2 separate regions of the Anas platyrhynchos genome follow, and region 1 is linked to region 2. The links are chromatin contacts, called in public Hi-C maps. All regions are on one chromosome and are shown on one strand. Each heading gives the region's core, a stretch centred on a gene start, on an enhancer-like site or on the middle of the called end of the contact. The rest is flanking DNA. Distances are from core to core; before and after follow the strand shown. Region 1 holds the start of GSS (glutathione synthetase). Region 2 overlaps TRPC4AP (transient receptor potential cation channel subfamily C member 4 associated protein).

Region 1 (4,306 bases), core at 528-3,027, 63 kb before region 2:
GCCTCCTCCAGCCTTCCCGTGTGCTGGCACAGGGAGCAGGACGGCCCCCGTGGGGCTGTCCGGGGCAGGCTCCTCACCTCCGCGAGCCGTACAGCTCCCAGGCCTTGGCGATGCCCGAGGCCAGCCCCTCGGAGGGGTTGTTGGGCAGCAGCCGCGACGCCTCCTCGGCCATCCCCAGCTCCTTCAGCACCCGCCTAAGGAACGAGAGCGGCTCCCAGGGCCTGGCCGCGGGGCAGCCCCACGGGGCCGGGTCGGGGTGCGGGGCTGCGGCCGCTCCTCACCCGTGCACGGCGGCGGTGCGGGAGGCCAGGCCGCCGAAGCTGGCGGCGATGGTGTTTATCTCGATCTGCTTCAGCGCCGGCGCCCCGGGCGCCCCGCAGTCGAACATGTAATCCGAGCGGTTTATGCCTAAAAACACGGACTGAGGCGGGAGGAGGGGGGTGAAGCGGGACCCGCGCCCACCCCCGCTTCTCCTGCTGCCTCTCACCGCACTCCCGGGGCGGATGTGGCCGCCCTGGTACCAACCAGAACCCACACGAGGCGAGCCGGGGCCGCGTGGAGCCCGCAGCAGGCGCAGCCCCGGTGCCCTGCGGGTCCCGAGCGGCCCCGGGTCCCCGCGCTACCTGCGCCAGTCCCTCCTCCAGAACCTGCAGATGGATCCTGAAGAGCCGCGCCGTGAAGTCATCCACCTTGACCGTGCTGGGGGAACAGCAGGACCCCGTCAGCCCCTCGCCAGGGGAAGGAGAGAATCAGCCCAGCGGGCGCCCTGCCGGGCCCCAAACCCCACACCCCGCGGTGCCCAGCGCTCTGTGGGGATCAGGCAGCCAGGGGGGGTGCAAAATGAGGCCAGGGCAGGCTCCTCAGTGCGGGACTCAAAGAAGCAACTGGGATTCAAAGCCCTGGTGCCAGCACACTGCCGAGCGAGAAGCCACGAGGCTCAGACACTGGCAAAGGGAAATGAACTGCTGGCCCAAGGAGACCCCAAAAAAACTGCCGGCCCAAGGAGACCCCAAGGCTGCTGGCGTTATGTGAGGACACACAAAGCAGAACGGAGAGGTGCCTGCCCAGGGGAGTGCACACCGCACCCCTCAGCTCCAAGGACGGCAGGCGGGGACACCCGGAGGGCGACAAATGCTTCCCAATTAATGTCCCCCGTAATTAAACTCGGTGAAGCCCCAAGCGTTACCTGGCCAGAGCACGCTCCAGGAACTCCCTGTCCTGGCTGATGGCGTCCACCAGCAGGTTGAAGTCCTGCTGCACGGCGTACGCCTGCCGGAACAGGGCGCTGGGCACGGCCGAGGGCAGCAGCGTGAAGGGCGCGAAGCTCACCACCTGCAGGAGGGGAGCGGAGGCAGCGCCACCCCGACCCCATTGAGCCCCCAGACCCACCCCGTGGGGTTTTGGGGAGGCCGTGGGGCGGCCGGGCTTACGTCGGAGGCGTTGGGCTCGGCCTCGGTGCGCATCAGCACGCCCTCCAGCAGCGCCGCGTCCACCGCCGCCAGGGCCGCCCGGCGCACGGCCGCCTCGCCCCGCAGCGCCGCGTCCCACAGCCCCGCCATGCCTGGGGCACCGCCGCGTCACCCCATAGCGACAACGGGGGCATGGCCAGCGGCCCCAAAACCAGGGTCCCAGCACAGGGGGGTGAGGAGAGGCAATGCCTGCCCTGCCCCGTGCCCCACTGAGACCTGGCACCCCACAGCCCCAAACCCAGCCCCCTAGAGACCTCTGGCCCCATCCCACAGCCCCCCTGCCCTCTATAGCCCCACAGTCCCCTATAGCCCCCCTGCACCCCATAGCCCCCTGCACGCCATAGCCTACCCAGTACCCTGTAGCCCCCCCAGACCCCAGACCCCCACAAACCCTACAGCCCCCCCGCACCCCACAGAGCCCTGTACCCCACAGCGCACCCAGCCCCCTGTAGCCCCCTGCCCCCCATGGCCCCACAGCCCCTATACCCCCCTGTAACCCACACCCCCCCCACACCCCATATCCCACCCCGTCCCCCACAGCCCTCCCGGACCCCGCAGTCCCTGTATCCCCCCGCACCCCACAGCCCCCCGCCCTCTGTATCCCACCCAGCCCCCTATAGCGACCACAGGACCCCATAACCCCACCGTGCCCCCCCTGCACCCCACAGCCCCCCCAGTCCCCTGCAGCCCCCCCAGACCCCGTGGTCCCGTGATCCCGTAGTCCCTGATGGTCCCTGCTGGTCCCCCTGCCCCCCGCACCCCCTATCCCCTATATCCCCCATACCCCCCCTATCCCCTATAGCCCCCATAGCCCCCCGAGCCCCCTCCCGCCACAGCCCCGCCCGTCCCGTACCTGCTCCCAGTGCTCCCTGCCCGCCCCGCCCCCTCCCCACTCTGATTGGCCGCGCCCCGCTTCCCGCCCCGCTGATTGGCAGCCGGCAGGGGAGAGGGGCGGGGCTTGGGGCGTGCGTGCGCGCTGGACCCGGAGGGCGGGGGGAGGGAGCGGGGCTGGCGTCACGGCCGCGTGACGTCACGGCGTGACGTCACTCCGGGCCGGGCTGGAGGGTGGCGGGGGCGGAGGCACCGGGGGGGGGGGGGTGTAGGAAAAATGGGGGGCCCTGCCTTAATTAACGCCGTTAATCAGCTTAATTAATTAATTAATTAAGGGTGCTTGGCCGCCCGGCTGTGCCTGCAGAGCATCGCTCGTCCTCTGCACTTGGTTCCCCTGGAAAAAAAAGTGGAAAAAAAAAATCAAAAAACACCAAAAAACACCCCAAAACACCCCAAAACACCAAAAGTGAACGTTGTGCTGTGCAGCTGCGGTGCCTGGCGCTGTGTCATTTGTCCTGGCCGCAGGAGCAGGGGGAGCAGTGCGGCAGCAGCCACATAACGACAGAGCAGTGGGGCTCCTGCTGCGGGCACAGCTCGGGGGGCTCCCCCAGAGCACAGCCCCTCGGCCCCGTCCTGCAGAGAAACGCGGCTCTGCTCCCGCAGCCCGGCTGCCCTGCCCTATGGGTGCCAGCTTCGGCGAGGGTATGAAAGCAATCTGTTGTCCCCCAGGCCGCCTCTCGATGCGAAATGCTCCGCTAAGGCCAGCAATCCTAAACCCCCCCCCACGTGTGCCTATTGTCTGAGGTGCAGAACAATTGGAGGGTGCTCTCATGGGCTAAAGATAGCCAGGCAGCTGGTGCTGTCCTTTTGGCTGTAACTGAGAATAAAACAATGCCCGCCTATTGTCTGCATGACTGGAGCGGTGACATTGGACTCTCTGCCAAGGCAGCATCCACAGGATCAATGAAACGCGGGTTATTTATAAACGGGTAGTGTCATTTCTTCCCCAAAGTAATTTCACTTCCTTAGCTTTTCCACCAGGCCTTTCTGCGCCGTGGAGCGAGGTATAAATAGCACCGAGCCGGGCTGCGAGGGAGCCAGCGGGACCAGCGGGTGGAAAACCAAATTGGGGGTTTCCACCCAAGTTTGGGTGTGCTTTTGCTTCCCGGAGCGATGCCCGAGCTCCTGGATGGGGACACGTGTGGGGACACTGTGCCCTGCTCCCCTGCCATGGACGCTCACCCACTTCTGCTCGGCTCAGCCTGCAGGGAGCAGCCCACAAGGCTGGTGACTGGAAACCTGGAATCCACGGCCAAAACAGAAGTCCTGGGGTGGTGGCCACCATCTCCTGCTGCCCTCACCTGGGCAGGGCAGCCAGCAGCGAGCCACCTCCTTGCTGTGACCGCCTGATGGGCCACAGCGACGTGGGGAGGTCCTGGCACAGCGTGGGGACACACAGCAATGCTGCTCCCTCCGAGGTGGCGGCCAGGCCCAAGCCTACCAGGTCCCATGGGAAAATCCCACGTTTGCTGCCTCTCCGTCTTGAACTGCTGTCCCCTGTCATGAGCTGAGCTGAGGTTGATCAAGCGGGAGAAAACACCTTGGAAACACCTAAGACCAGGGCAGCTCTTGGGCTTCTTTTCCAAAGGCTGCTGTGTGCCAGGGCCTGTCCCGGCAAGCCAGCTGCAATTGAGGTGCCATTAAGTGTTCAAACGAGGGGGGCGAGAGGCCCTTTTCTCTCATCTCTTTTTGTAATGCACTGCCAAAACCTCAAGCGTCTTCACTGAAGTCGGCTCACACATTCCTGTAATTTTTGCAGTGTTTGTTACAACCTCTGTTCCTAAACAGATACTGGGTCTTTCCAGTGGCCATCCCTCTGGAGAAGAACGTCCCTAAAACCTCAACGCTGGGAAATGAAATGCAAACAAATAAAAACTCCCCAGTTTTCCCCATCTCCAGGTGACCTTGCTGTCTCTTTGCCCGAGTGGGACCTTCCCAGCACATTG
Region 2 (4,973 bases), core at 1,632-4,131:
GTAGTATTTAACCTTACAACTAGAAATCATTTGAAACCGTTGAAGACCCTAGAGGTGTTGTCTCTCAAGTACAAGCAGGCTACCTGAAGAAAATCAAATTTACAACATAAAAACCAGCATTTTGCTTTTGATGATGTAATACATTAAAAAAAACTTTTTTTTTTTTTTTTTAACATTTTGAACAACTCAAATAGACACAAATGTAATTACTAACATCAAAACAGTAAAATGTTTCTGTTGCTTGCATTTAGAAACTTCACAAGTCTCAAAGGTGTCATTTACAGATTTAGCAACGGCATGACTACCATGCAGAAATCTCTTGGTGTCTTTGGAGGAAGAAAAAAGAAAAAAAAAACAGCAACAAAAAGAAACAAAAGCACAACCAACCACACTTACATCAACTCCTCCAAACAAGTCAAAGGTGTACGTGTTTGGGAAAGTGGACTCTTGAGCAGCTTTTCTATCTTCTGTAACAAATGCCATGGCTTCCATCGAGAGAAGTGGAGAAATTTCCTGTATGCAGTTTAAAAACAAAAAAACAAAAAAAGAGATGATTCATAGAGAAAACTATTCATCAGTATAAACACAACTTTCTCAGACTATCCATGTGATCTGGTGACTAATTAATTACATGCATTCCTAGCTATTATTTGCATCCAGTTCACAGGTACTATCATGCACACACTTTCAAAAGTCACAGTATATCATCATACCAGTCTTTAGAGAAAGTAACAACAAAAAAACCCACCCCATTCCAGGAGAAGACAGCAGACAATACCTTTAAGATGCTTTGGCACTGGGAGAAGTCGCTGTTTGGGTGGCTATGCTCGTACAGCTTTTGCAACAGTAAGGGAATCCCATTCCACTTTGCTTGTTTATCTCTTTCCTTTAACAAGGCCTCTGTGATCTGCAACGAAAGACGAATATAATTCCCACGTGTCCAGTGCATGACACCCGGGAAAACAGCCTGCCCACAATCCCAATATTGGAATATCACAGAAAATCACGTGTTGTAGACTGTACCATCAGAGAGCACAGCACCTTTTCCCAAGCAGCAATCTATCCAGGACTGGCAGCAGCAGAATTTCAGATGGTCCATGTACCTCATCAGGGACTGGGCTTAAGGCAGATGTTACCACTTTGAATACTTATTTGAAGTTACTTAGTTATTAGTTAGTATGGAAACATAATCATCTCTAAATAATTCCAAGAGTGTACCTCTGATTGACAGGTCACTGAAGGAGGAAACTGGGGACCCTGACACTATCACAAACAACACTGGACTGACGTAGAGAGCACACGCTGAAGACAGAAAGACTTCATTACTCGTTACGTTCAACCAGTAACGAGCCTTTCCTCAGCCAAGTCCCTAAAAGCGTTGCTGGTCCTAGCACTGGCCCAAAGCCTCAAGATTCACAAGCACTCCTGAGGGACGTATCAACACCCCGGTGAGACCCCTCCTGCAGTCCTGGGCTGTTTGGAACTGGAGACCGACAGCAGCAGCAGCACAACAGCACCGCTGCTACCCCGGGAGGCAGGCTGCAGCCACAAAGAACACCTCAGCGTTTGCTACTGCAGTTTGCAAACGTCCTCCAATTTTCTTCCTCCTCCCCAGTATTTTACCCCTACACAAACGAAGCAGCAGCACAAGACTAGCGAATATTCTGCTTAGAGCACTGAAAAATCTCCAGAGGCTGAACGCTGCAGGTTAATTCCAGGGGATGCTCTAAGGGAGGAACTCTCCATCAATCCCCCAGCCCAGGTAGCATGAACCAGAACTTAGCCCCTCTGCTTAGCGTGACCTCACTGCAGGTACCCAGACAAACCTTAAGTGAGGATTTATCCTTGTAGAGAAGGGCAGAGGAGACTTATTAATTAAACCCAGCAAGACCTCTGGCTGGTTTTACAAAATTTTATATACCTTTCAAATAAAATATATTTTTTTAAAAAACGCCAATCCTCAGGCCAGCAAGACCTTACTTCAGTGCCACATGGGTGAATTTTCCCTCACTCCTGGAGCCACACTTCTCAGCTGCTCTCACTCTGGGTCAGTTAACCCGCATTGTTTCCTTCCAGCCTGCTTTAATGCTCATTGTTAATAGTTAACAGCCAGGAAATCACCTTCCTTATTGTTTCAGCCAAGACATCCTTCTCAGCTACACCTCAGCTACCATTCCAAAGGGATGGGCCATTCAGTTCCAATTAGACAATTATATGCAAATATCCTCCTGTTTCTGACTGAGAATTTAACCCTTTTCTAGGCTTGTAAGACAGCATACAGGAAGGCAAGGAAACTGATGCAAGCACATGAAAACCTCAGACTGACACTAGTTCCTACGAGTCCTCTCCTGTCCTAGCTTCCCAGATCTTTAGGGCTCTTTTCCTGATGAAATACTCAAATTCATACTTTAAGAATTTCAAGGTTCTTAAGCACCAGTTTTTCTTGCTACAAGGAGAGACTGAAGCAATCCGAGCAAGCCTGGCACGTAACGCTCCCTCCAGTTTTAAACTTTTCTCTAATTTCTGACTTTGGAGTAAGAGTCATTCTCCAGCGATGCTGGTTGATGTGGCAGAATTCCTTCTGTGGAGGCCGCCCTTACAAGAAATGGCAGGACAAAACCAGAAAGTCGAAATGGCTTCGCTTCATTTCGCATGTGAGTAATGGGTCAGCCTCTTTGAAGTCACCAATCCCCAGCTCTCCCTGTAACACCCAGCACAGAGAGGGCGAGGAGCTCTGCCACTACCCGGTCCCCGCCATGGGAGGAGCACACAACCCCACGAGCTGCAGGAGGAACCGGATTAATTGCTGGGTAAAGTGCAAAGAACAAGCAGCAAAACGCCAGGGCCAGGATCCAACTATCTGGCTCCAGCTGATGTGGGAGATACCACAGGCAGCGATGACGTGAGCGGGCTGCAGCCTGAGGTTCCAGCGGTGCAGCACAGAGTTCAGCATCCAAGTGCTCTCAGAACAGGCCAAAAGCCCTTCAGTGCTGTTTGGTGCGTAACTTTGTCCTGGGCTTCATGCTGCCTTTGGTAATCACACAAACACACACTTGGTGTGGGGCAGAACCCGTCTCCGTCCTCATTTCTCTACCAGCCAGGCTTCCTCTCCCCATCCTGGCCTCTGATACGCAGCCACTTGTGCTGGGCTGCAGAAAACTTCCAGACGTCAAATTCTGAAAGACTGAAGTAAATGTTTCCTTGCTCTCATCTCCTTGTAACTGCTTTAAAAAAAAAAAAATAAAAAAAATAAAAAAAACTAAGCTTTTAAGCTTTTCTTTCTCTTGATTTAATGCCCGTCTTTGGTTTCGTTGCAAGCTCCAGCCTGTGGTCCTTCTGAGGCTGCCCTGGCTCAGAGTGTTTCCATTGTGGCGGGGCGGCATTTGCCAGCGGAAAGATTTTGGATTCTGCGGAGGGATTCAAATTCAATTAAATGGGATGGAGCTCTCTTTCCCTGCAACCATCTTGGTTAAGATCCGCATCTCGTGAGTTCTGTAAGAGCAGCGAGTCACCAGTTTTCATTTAGAAGCAGAGTTGGTCTCCCTCTTGCTCTCCTGTTGGGTGGACAGCAGCGAACACACACTGAATTGGCAGCGGGGTCTTCTGGGGCCCCCTTCTCTCTCCATTTTTTTGGTCTCACCCAAGCGGAATAAGCCCAATCCAACAGCGATATTTCAGGACTTTTCTTCGCTCACCGAGCAGCTGTGGAGAAAACCTCAGAGATCCTGCACACGAAGCCCATGAAGTTAGGTCCCAGCTAGCACGAAGAGGAGGCTGCAGAAACCTGGCTGGAAGCGGCATCGGGTAAAGTAAAAGGTTTACTCGAGGCTGTGGGTAGGGGCTATGAGCTGTCAGGCCTTACCGGCAGCGGGAAGAGACAGCAAAGTATCAATTTACTGGGAAAACAGAAGAAACAACATCAAAACTTCCCTGCCACCCACGCACAGTTCACCAAACTGGTACCAACACCCGGGCAGCGCACGTTTCCCAGAAGTTTGCCAGAACTCATCCCAGCTCAGAGCCGCAGACCCCGAGCTCACCCCGAGGTGTGTGGGGCTGGTGTTTTCCAGCTCCCGGAGAGGTTTTGTTCTGGGCAGCCTCCGGGACGAGGTGCCACACACCAGCTCAAGCCTGAGCACCCAGCTGCCAAACTACCTAGAACTGCCTGCGCCGAGCTGGCTGGACACTGGAGGTTCCCCAGCGGGCGGATGCACCCCAGCCACCCCACGTTCCTCCTGAAGCCAGTATGGGAACACTGGGAGGACACAATGGATCCGACTGCCGAGAAGATTCAAGCAGGGAGCTGAAATGGTCGGCACGTCCACCCATGCCTGCAGGTAGAGCACACAGAGCCTTTTCTCTTCAGCCTCTCCCACAGGGCTGCACCTCCAGGGGATTATTCCAGAGCCCGACAGCTGTAGCAGGAACACTGCAGAGTTTAACCTGATTGTTGTGCATAGTTTTTCCTCGAAGTATACAAAGAACTCAACACTGAGACTGTAGATGAGTGTACCTGTTTTAATTTTTTTACTCCTCCTGTGCTAGAAATCCTTTATCCATTAGGATTAAGGCAAATCCAGCATCCATGAGCAGTTCCTAATGGACAACAAGTAACAGACAACGCTGAGACCTTCACCAAGCCATATGCAGCTCCCTGTTAAAATTTACCTAAATCCACGCCTTCCTCTCACCCGCAGCTACAGCACTTGCAGCTTTGTGCCAGCGCCCTCGCACACGCACAGAGCTGCACCATGTGCTCAAACTTTTGTTACCAGCTTAAGGTCTCTCGCCTGCTTCCCCTTCCAGCAACAACTTTCCCTTCTGTTTGTGTTCCTCTCCTCTGATGATTTTCACTGCCCAACAAAAGCAGCCCTGGTTTTTGCTAACCTGGCCTCTGCCACGTTTCTGAGCTGCAGTCAGGGACACATCCACACCTTCCTGCAGATGCTGAGGAGCCCACGACAGCAGCTCCA

What was found. Hi-C and Micro-C count contacts between places; a contact is called where the count stands out from the background.
Region 1: a Hi-C map of liver shows a contact between it and region 2, with 2.3 times the contacts expected there. The contact joins the promoter of GSS here to the enhancer-like site in region 2. A contact is called at or near these places in 2 of 8 Hi-C or Micro-C datasets (liver and subcutaneous adipose tissue).

What each region holds. Positions count from the first base shown.
Region 1 is chr21:6,039,295-6,043,600 of IASCAAS_PekinDuck_T2T, reverse strand. It overlaps GSS (glutathione synthetase), which reads right to left and starts at 1,777. Exons shown (of 12, transcript XM_027442832.3): 1 at 1,431-1,777; 2 at 1,187-1,332; 3 at 624-699; 4 at 282-421; 5 at 78-194. The coding sequence starts at 1,559.
Region 2 is chr21:5,977,224-5,982,196 of IASCAAS_PekinDuck_T2T, reverse strand. TRPC4AP (transient receptor potential cation channel subfamily C member 4 associated protein) reads right to left here. Exons shown (of 19, transcript XM_013092174.5): 2 at 779-907; 3 at 397-513. Among named protein-coding and RNA genes, the nearest start is that of TRPC4AP, 12 kb to the right of the region's middle. Within about 2 kb of position 2,881, at least 3 of the 8 cell types and tissues checked have an H3K27ac peak or open chromatin away from gene starts, as enhancers often do. A contact at or near this core is called in subcutaneous adipose tissue, where this site is marked.